3 separate regions of the Mus musculus genome follow, and regions 2 and 3 are each linked to region 1. The links are chromatin contacts, called in public promoter capture Hi-C maps. All regions are on one chromosome and are shown on one strand. The core of a region is the stretch at or near the end of the contact, and the rest is flanking DNA. Distances in the headings are between cores, read along the strand shown. Region 1 holds the start of E330032C10Rik (RIKEN cDNA E330032C10 gene). Region 2 holds the start of Lpin2 (lipin 2). Region 3 holds the start of Tgif1 (TGFB-induced factor homeobox 1).

The links. Promoter capture Hi-C pulls out the DNA fragments that hold promoters and counts their contacts.
Region 2: a contact with region 1 is called in a promoter capture Hi-C map of pre-B cells, with 5 times the contacts expected there. The contact joins the promoter of Lpin2 here to the promoter of E330032C10Rik in region 1. A contact is called at or near these places in 4 of 39 promoter capture datasets (the 3T3-L1 cell line, hippocampal neurons, liver and 1 more) and 1 of 115 datasets of contacts at active chromatin or transcription factors (large pre-B cells).
Region 3: a promoter capture Hi-C map of pre-B cells shows a contact between it and region 1, with 7 times the contacts expected there. The contact joins the promoter of Tgif1 here to the promoter of E330032C10Rik in region 1. A contact is called at or near these places in 1 of 39 promoter capture datasets (pre-B cells) and 1 of 484 Hi-C or Micro-C datasets (B cells).

Annotation. Positions count from the first base shown.
Region 1 is chr17:73,249,452-73,252,313 of GRCm38.p6, forward strand. It overlaps E330032C10Rik (RIKEN cDNA E330032C10 gene), which reads left to right and starts at 1,535. Exons shown (of 4, transcript NR_167655.1): 1 at 1,535-2,862.
Region 2 is chr17:71,182,131-71,184,877 of GRCm38.p6, forward strand. It overlaps Lpin2 (lipin 2), which reads left to right and starts at 1,402. Exons shown (of 20, transcript NM_001357791.1): 1 at 1,402-1,614.
Region 3 is chr17:70,849,850-70,852,731 of GRCm38.p6, forward strand. Tgif1 (TGFB-induced factor homeobox 1) reads right to left here and starts at 1,361. Exons shown (of 3, transcript NM_009372.3): 1 at 1,023-1,361. The coding sequence starts at 1,038.

The DNA.
Region 1 (2,862 bases), core at 285-2,784:
CAGGGGCTGGAACGGAGGGTGGGGTAGGGTGGGAGCTGGAGTGGGGAGTAGGAGATGGGCAAGAGGGATATGCAGGAGTTCTACCAGCCTGGCCACAGGCCCTGACTCTACTTCCTTCCCTGAGACCACGGCCCACAAACCTGGCACCTGGTTCACTGTAACACTTTAATACTCACAGCCATGCCCCATCCTAATGGCTCAGGTGGATAGTCTGGACCCCAGGGGTTTTCAAGCTCTGCAGCAGACTCTAATTAGGATCCAGTCTGCTGCTGTTAACCATCAGAATTGAAACTTGGGCCTCTGGCTCCTTGTGTATAAAGTGAGCATTTGGCCTTGGAGGTTCTAGAAGCAATAGGTAATGTGCAAGTTGACTTTACTTGTGAATAGTTTGAGCTTTACTAGATGTGGGGCGTAGGCATACAACAGGAGGAAGCTGGCATGCTGAGGTCTTGGCCCTTCGCACCCTTATGTTCACTCCGTTCAGAAACAGAAACAAACAAGCACAAACCCAAAAGAACAAAAAACCCCAAACCACTGACTATGGTGTGCCACCTTCCAGGGTATAAAGCTAGCTGGACAGAGGTGGAGACAGTAAATCAGGGGTAGAACCCAGTGCCAAGGCTTGACAAACCCTGATGCCAAAGCTTGTGTGTAGGCAGGGCTGATGGCCCTGTGTCCCCAGCCGCTGAGCACAAGCCATCAACTCAGACACCACAAGGCGGCTATCTCCTCACTGCCCAGAGTATCGTGGACAGCACCATTTCCAGAAAACACCCTCAAGCGACAGATGAGCATTCGAGTCTCCTGTGGCCAGTCATGGCTCTCTTTACTGACAACCAGGGCATTGATGCATCTTTCACTGACATTTTGTCCCAGGGGTTGGCCGGAGAGAGAATCTATTTTTCGTCTCCTTCATTCTGCAAGACTGAAATTACCACAGGAAGTGCCTTTCCTGAGCAGTCATTGTCAGGGACTGGAGGGTAGACTCGGTCCCCCTGGTCAGCTCCTATTGGGTACAGGTGATGAGCCAGGGATAGCAGTGGGCGATTGCTGATGGTTATGGTGCTTTTAATATGTTTGGCCCAGGGAATGACACTGTTAGGAGGTGTCGCTTTGTTGGAGAAAGAGTGTCACTGTGGGGGTGGGCTTTGAGAGAACTTTCTCCTAGCTTCCTGGAAGTCAGTCTTCTGTTATCTGCCTTCAGATGAAGATGTAGAACTCTCAGTTCCTCTTCAACCATGCCTGCCTGGATGCTGTCATGTTGCTGCCTTGAAGTCTCTTCACAGCAGTGGAAACCCTAACTAAGACCATGGTGAACAGAGGCAAATGAGGGGTTGGCTCTGCTGCCAGGAGACAGCACTGACTAACCCCCCAACCAGGCTTTGAGGAAACACAAGCTCATTGTGAATAGGAAAGGAGCTTGAAAAGAGCTGAGAAGGCCCTCCCTCTGGCCCCTCCCCTGCCTGGAGATGACTTCATTCTTTCCCAGGTTGTCTAAGCCCCCTCTATCAGCCACCTGGGGGAAGCCTCCTGAGGGCTTACTTAGCAGAGCCACCAGGATGAAGAGGCTGCTGTGGAAACTGGCCGAAGACCAAGGACAGGCTGTGTGGGAGGAAACTTGGGTAATCATCAGGATATTGGGTTCTGTGTGGTGATTATCTTCTCAAAGTTTTAATAGTATTTCAACAAAGACTGTCCGTTTCCCTTTTCCACTGAGCCTCGTGGTTTATAAAATGTCTGTGGGGGCTGCTATGGGAGACCTGGGAAAGCCTCATCTGGAATTGAGAGCCTAAGCTCCTCTGTACTATATGGCCATCACTTGGGATGTTTAGAAAACAGAGTCTACCCCACCCAGGCTCCGCCCAGGTTCCCCCAGGCTCCGCCCACGCCCTGCCCACACTCCACATAATTCTTACTCATCAGGTGGGAGAATAGAGGAGTGTTTCCCCAGCTTGTGGCTGGCTGGCCTTTGAGAAGTCCTGCGGGGCCGTGGCTCCTCTGCTCCAGGCCTGTCCTGGGTGCAGCCCTGCAGTATCACAAGACCCGAGGGCAGAGACTGGATCTGATTTCTCTGTGAGATAGGATAGTGCCCTAGACACACCATCCCCTCTACCTCATTCAGGCTAAAAATAAAAAACAAAAGACAAAGGAACAAACCAGCCCCCATATAAGATCTTGTTTTATCATTAGCTTCTCATGCCAGGGGCTAAGATACCTCTGGACTGACCAACACAAACCAGTTCTTTCTAACCACAGTGGGATGGATGCAGGAGAGCAGCTATGTCTCCTGGTTGAAAGGAATCTGCTGTCCCCTGATCTCTGGGGACAGCTTGACAATGACACTTTTATTACAGCCCCATTCAAAGCAGATTAGCTATTTTACATGCCTGATGCCTTAAAAAGATGTATAAACGAGTCAAATTCATTTTCGATAGCCTCATTTTTCTGATGTGTGAAGAGCGTTGCCTGCCCGTGTGTTCCGGGAAGTCCTCCTGTGTTTACTGGTGTGTCAGGTCAGGGATGAGCCTGCTTTCCCGGCACTGAGCCAAGCCTGAGATGGGAACAGGCTCTTGAGGCCACATGGGGCTCTGTGGGGGCGAGGCAATTGATGGAGACCTCCTCATCTGCTAGCAGCTTCTAGAGGAGAAGGATGTGGGGGTGGAGAAGTGCAGCTCTGTCTTCAAAAACCACTAGCAAAAATACTCTATAAAAGAAAATAAAAACATAGAATAGTCTTTTTTTTTTTTTTCATGGTCAGAGACCTGTTTATACTATCTAAAAAGTTGTTCAGGACCTCAAATAGTTACAGATTACGTGCGATCAGTACCTACTGCAACAAATGTTTTAAGTACTTATATAATC
Region 2 (2,747 bases), core at 152-2,651, 2.1 Mb before region 1:
CAAACTACATTAGGGGCAACAAGGTCTTCTCTCTTTGAAATGAAAGATACATCTAGACTAGCAGACCGATGATTGGTGGGGGAAGGTTCTTGGCCATGAAACTGGAAGGTGGTAGGGTCAGAAGGTGAGGAAAGACTCTGGGCAGTGAAGCAGATGGGAGTTGGGTGTGCCCCAACTTTACAGGTATCAGCTGGGGGAAGTCGAGGAACAGTCAACAAATATTTAATTAGTTCCTCTTCTGCCTCAGTAGTAGCATGAAGCAGGCAGCCACTAGAGAATGAGGAAAATACTATAAACATGAACCAATCCTTCTGAGTAAGGTGTCAAAGCCCAGAGGGGGCGGTGACAGAGGAAGGGCGGGTTGTCTGCTGCTTTCTGCATGATGAGAGGAAGGAAGCGTGAGAATATTTCCCTCCCAAGGTAGGAGGTAATGAAACTATCCCGAGAGAAACAGGAAAAGTCAAGAATGAGAAGCTAGAGAACAAACAGTAACAGCGTGTTCTACAGTCTGGGCTGCAAGCTACATTGGGCTCCCAATGGGAATGAAGGTGTAGCTGTTCCCAGTGCATTGACTTGGGGATTGAGGACTGGGTTCTCTGGGTTTAATTGCACTTCCCCACAGCGGAGGAGTAGTATTTCTCGAGCATTTACGGGAAACTTTCAACCTTGAAAACATTTCTTTCACTGGTAGATCAGATGAAGAGCCACGCTGAAGTGAAAAATCCCAGTAGGTTTGGGTGTCTCTGTGGACCTTGGTAACTACTGAGGCAATCTGGTTGAATTCCACACGGCGGTACTTAGGCAGGGAAACGAAAGGTTTCCCGGGTCCCAGCACAGACTATGCTCACCGCGCTTCATTGTTGCAAAGAAACTGCTGTGCCCAGGCCCATACCGGAGAGAGTTTGTATAAATGCATGGCTCAGCGGCCGGAAGACTGTGTCACACTGTTCATGCTCGCGGTGAGCACGAAGAAATTAACAAGCATTTAGAAGTGATGCCATGGCCTTCCATCGAAAGAACCAGCTGCAGATATACAAGACGAAAAACAGCCGCCGTCACTAACACTCGCAGCTGCAGCCGTTAAAGTGCACTTTTTAAGTAGGCGGTGTTATCACCGAGCTCCAAGGGTAAATAAGGAAAGATACGGGTTCTGCAGTGATCCCATGATGGTGCACTCGCGTTACGCGGGGACACCATTATGCAGCAGACCGTTTGCACTCTTTTTTGGTAGCTGGACTCTGAAGCCCGACGCAGCGCCGCAAGGTTGCCATGGGGACCGGAGGAAACTTTTTTTTAAAGCGCCCTTCTGAGGCCGGCGCCGGCGTCGAGCTGCTCTCTCCCCGGAGGGGCCCAGGGCTCCAGGCGCGCGGCCGGCGGGGGCGGAGCTCGCGTCACGTGGCCGGGCCGGGGCGGGGCGTGCGCGCAGTCTACCGCCAGCTCGGCCGCCGCCGCCGCTGCTGCCGCCGCCGCGTCCCATTCATGAGGCCCGGCGGGCTCCGCTGTAGCCCGCGGCTTCGGAGGCGGCGGCCCCGCCCCCTGCTCCCCCGCTTCTTGGGGCATCCCTGCGGGGCTGCACAACAGTCCGCCGAGTGAGAGCCGCGCGCGGTGCCGCAGGTAAGCGGGCCGGAGACAGCGCCGGGGCTTCCCGGGGGGCCGCGTCCCCGCTCGCGGCCTCGCCTCGCGTGGGCCACGTAGCCGCGGCCGCGCCGCCTGAGGACGCGCGGGCGTCTGCGGAGACCCTCACGTCGGCAGCGGTCCTCCGAGCCGCGGGCGGCGCGCCCGGGGACCGCAGCCCCGGGCCTGGGGGAGGGGAGCGGACGCCGGCGCGCGGTCGCGGTCATCCCCCGGCCGGGACTGGCGAGGTGCAGTTATTCCCTCAGGCCGTTGGCTTGCCCGCCGCCGCCGTCGCCGTCGCCGCCGCCTCCTGCAGGCCGCGGACCTGGTTTAGATGTGAGTAGCCTGTTGCCGGCGACCCCCGGGGCCCTGGAAGGTTCTGTCGGCTGTGGGAACCGGAGCTCTGAGGCCCAGTTTTGAGCGCCGCGGATCCACCCCAGCCTAAGAAAATTATTTTCATTCAAATTTAGGATGGCGTTTCGGAGCCATAATTATGCAGAACAAGACTAGGAAGATCGCCCTCGCTTTCAGAAAGTACTGGAACGCAGGATACTTGGAGAGGCACTGAGGGATTACTGAACAAGCGGCCACACACTTATTTTAATGCATCTTTGAGACTTAAAAAAAAATTAAAAATGGAAACTGAGGCTCTTGCATGGCGCTGAAGCTCATTTGCCCAGCAGTAGGGATGCTGGTTAAGTTGGTACCGAACCTCGCCTCACTAATTTAAAACGTTATGATAACACAAGTTGAATTTTGAAATCTATTTTGGGATCATTTGCCGGTTAGTGTCTGTGTTGATCCGACATTGATTGCTTTCACTGGCTTAAAACTACGAATCGTGGCAGGTATTGCTAGACTGGGTTAGCAACCCAGCCAGCCACCAAGTGTGGGAGGAAACAGGTGTTTTAGCCCTCGTTGGGCTGCCCTGCCCGGTGTGCCCTCTCACATTGCCCGTGGGTAGCCTCCTACGGGCTTCCTCCTAGTTAAATGTGTTCTTGATTGTGGTTTATCGGCCCCAGCGATCTTCAAGTTCGAGGTAGTAGCAGAATAGCTGTAGCATGCTAGAAATGAAATGGCTGGGTCTACTTTCGCGTTTGTGGCAAAATTGAGATTCGGCAGAGCAGCTGTAT
Region 3 (2,882 bases), core at 111-2,610, 2.4 Mb before region 1:
CGCACCAGCGCCCCCTTCCCCCCGCCCGCTTCTCCAAGCGATTAACTTCTGTTTTGAACCACTCCACATAAATCACAACAAAAAAAGCCAACTCCAGTCCACGACTGGAACACTCGAGGGACCTCCCAGTCAGGGACTCCAAAGTTAGCTTCAAAAGGGACTTCACAGTCTTTGACCTTTTGGGTTTTTTTTTTCCCCCCTTCCTCCCCAGTGTGTTTTGTTTTTAAACCAGACTGACGGCAAGTTTTAGTTGTAAAGCTTTGGTGGAAACAATGACAGCCTCGCTTTTTGCACTTACAACCAAGCCTGCTTGTCACACTTGGACAGTTTTCGACTGCATGGTACTTGTGTTCTAACAGCACACGCGGTCCTAAATTCATCGTGGGAAAACTTTCAGAAACTAGTAAAAATTTTAAAGTCCATCTTTCCAAAGCTATGCTCGCCCTAGGGCGATATGTGTGGGGGTCCCGGATCACATTCCTTTGATAGTGAAAAACACATCTCTTTAAAAAAAAAAAAAAAAAAAACATTGCCAGGATCCGGCGAGGAGTGAGAGAACACCCGGAACTACAAACTTTTAGACAAAAGGTAAGGCGACTGGAATTCGCCAAGGACCCCCCACAGGGAAAAGCGAGGTGCCAGGGTCTCCTAGAACATCAACCGCAAAGCCCTGCCCCAGAAACGGCACTAGAAACCACGCGGCGCCTGGGCCGAGCATGGGGTGTCAGGAAGACAATGAAACTTGGAGGCGTACAAACAAGGCGCTGAGCGTGGTTCTTGACAACGTGCCAACAGCGTGGCGCGGCTCAGCCTCCCCACAACAGCCCCTCGGGTTGTGTCTAGAAGGAAAAGAACACCAACTGCCATCAGAGACACAGCCTCAACAAAGAGAACAGCCACCAATCCAGCCGGGGAGCCACTGGTCCGAAAAGTCCCATCAAGTCAGTGTTCTCCCGATCCGGCGCGGCCCGCACATGTCCCGCACTGGTGCCCCGGGCGCTCACAGCCCGCCGCCACCTTACCCTTCTTGCTTTTCATTCTGGAACTCGAGTCCCAGTGAGAGGTGAAGCTGGGGTTTCTAGGAGCCAGCAGCCGTGGAGTGGCGGGAGGGTAGTCGATGATCCTCCTCCTATACTAGTGCTCCGGTAACTTACAAGAGAGTGTTCCAACCACTATTGCTAAACAAGGTGCTCCGGTCTCAGGCGCTGGCTTCTGGGTTGGAATTCAAGTGACACTTGGGCTTCCTCCAGTCGGGATCTTCTGGCAGCCAGCCGGGGGTTCTCCCTGGCCCAATTCCCTCCCTCCCTACTCAGCTCCTTTGTTTCCCGCTCCACTCGGCGCACCTCGGCGCTGTCAGAGTGAGAGAGCAGAGGGAAGGTACAGGAGGTCCTGCCTCCGCCCCCAACCGCCCGCCCCGTCCCCCGCCCGCCCCGCCGCGCTCCTCTGCCCCTCCCCCGCACCTTCCAGCTCCACAACCCTGGGCCTGGGGGCCGAGATCACCCGTCCCTCTACGCGCTGGCGGAACCCAGAAGCAGGGTCATGCCTGCCTGCCCGTGGCGAGAGCACCATCTCCATCCCTCAGCTCTCAGCGGCCACACTGGTTTCTCTTTTGGGGCCTTTCCTCCCCGGGCTAGCGAAGAGTGCATTTAGTTTGTAAAGGATGGAGAGAGGTTTAAGGACATCTCCTCTGTCCACCCCAGAGAAGAAAAGACACCCCCATCCTTGTTTTTGACAGCTGCCCCAAACTTCACTGTCTCTGCTCCAGCCGCCGGAGGCAGCAGCTTCTGATTCAAGGGGTGGGGCACCGAAGGAAAAGTATTCCAGACAAGAATCAACTTCTTCCAGAAGGCGCAGCTGCCATTGACACGCGGGCGCGGCACAGCGCACCCTCCTCCTCGTGGACTCTTCTGCCAACAGCGACAGTGGGGGTGGGGGGAGGCAGACATAGTCACCGTGGGCAAATGTCTATTCCCCCGGGCTAAAGCTCTGAGTTCCGGATTGGATTGCAAGGCAGTTTCGAAATCTAACACGTTGCGAATAGACACTTGTCATGCTCACATGCTCTTTAAACGTCTGGGCTAGGGGGACGGCCAGAGCGCGCGTGTGCCCCACTGCGACTCCCCCACCCCCACGCGCCTTTTTAAAAAGATGGGGGACTACGCCGGGACTGCTCATCTGTTTCAGTAAACAGTGTCTACTTTGTGTGCTAATATCCCACCAGAGGACACCCTTCAGTATTTCAAACAGAAACTAGCCATTAAATAAACACTCATTCCTATTGGTTTATTTTGCTTGAGAGGGGAGCTCCAAAGAGTTGAACGAAGAATCGAGAATCGTCCCCTCCCCAAATACAAGCCAGATGCTGTTATGGCTGACTTCGAGACGCGCACGCCCGCACTTCTGGGTCTAGTTTTCACCTATGCCCGGTTGTTTAAAAAAAAAAAAAAAAAAAAAAAAAAAAAAAGCAAAGAAAAGCAACTGTCACATGTCACAGAAGACTTTCCCCATAGAGGGGGGGAAAAACCCCAAACGTAAATAAGCTGAGCAGCGACGTCACCGCCGGTGTCTGTCTCCAGTTTCGGCTTTGTGGCTGTTCTGGTTTTGTGACCTCGGTGGAGATCCGGCAGGAGGAGACAGACCCGTAAAAACAAGGTTAAAGCCGAGCCACAGTAAGGCGGCCACAGGATGACCCGCTAGACTTTGGAACCTGTTTATGATTATGTTGGAAATTAAAGCAAGCCTCCGCCGCGCCCCCTCCGAGGAGCGCGTTAAAACCCCGAGTCAAAAAAGAAGCTTGGGTGGTTTTTCCAAAATGAACCAACTGGAGGAAGAGTCACAGTAAGCAGGCAGGAACCTTAAAATGACCCTCCCCCTTCCCTAAA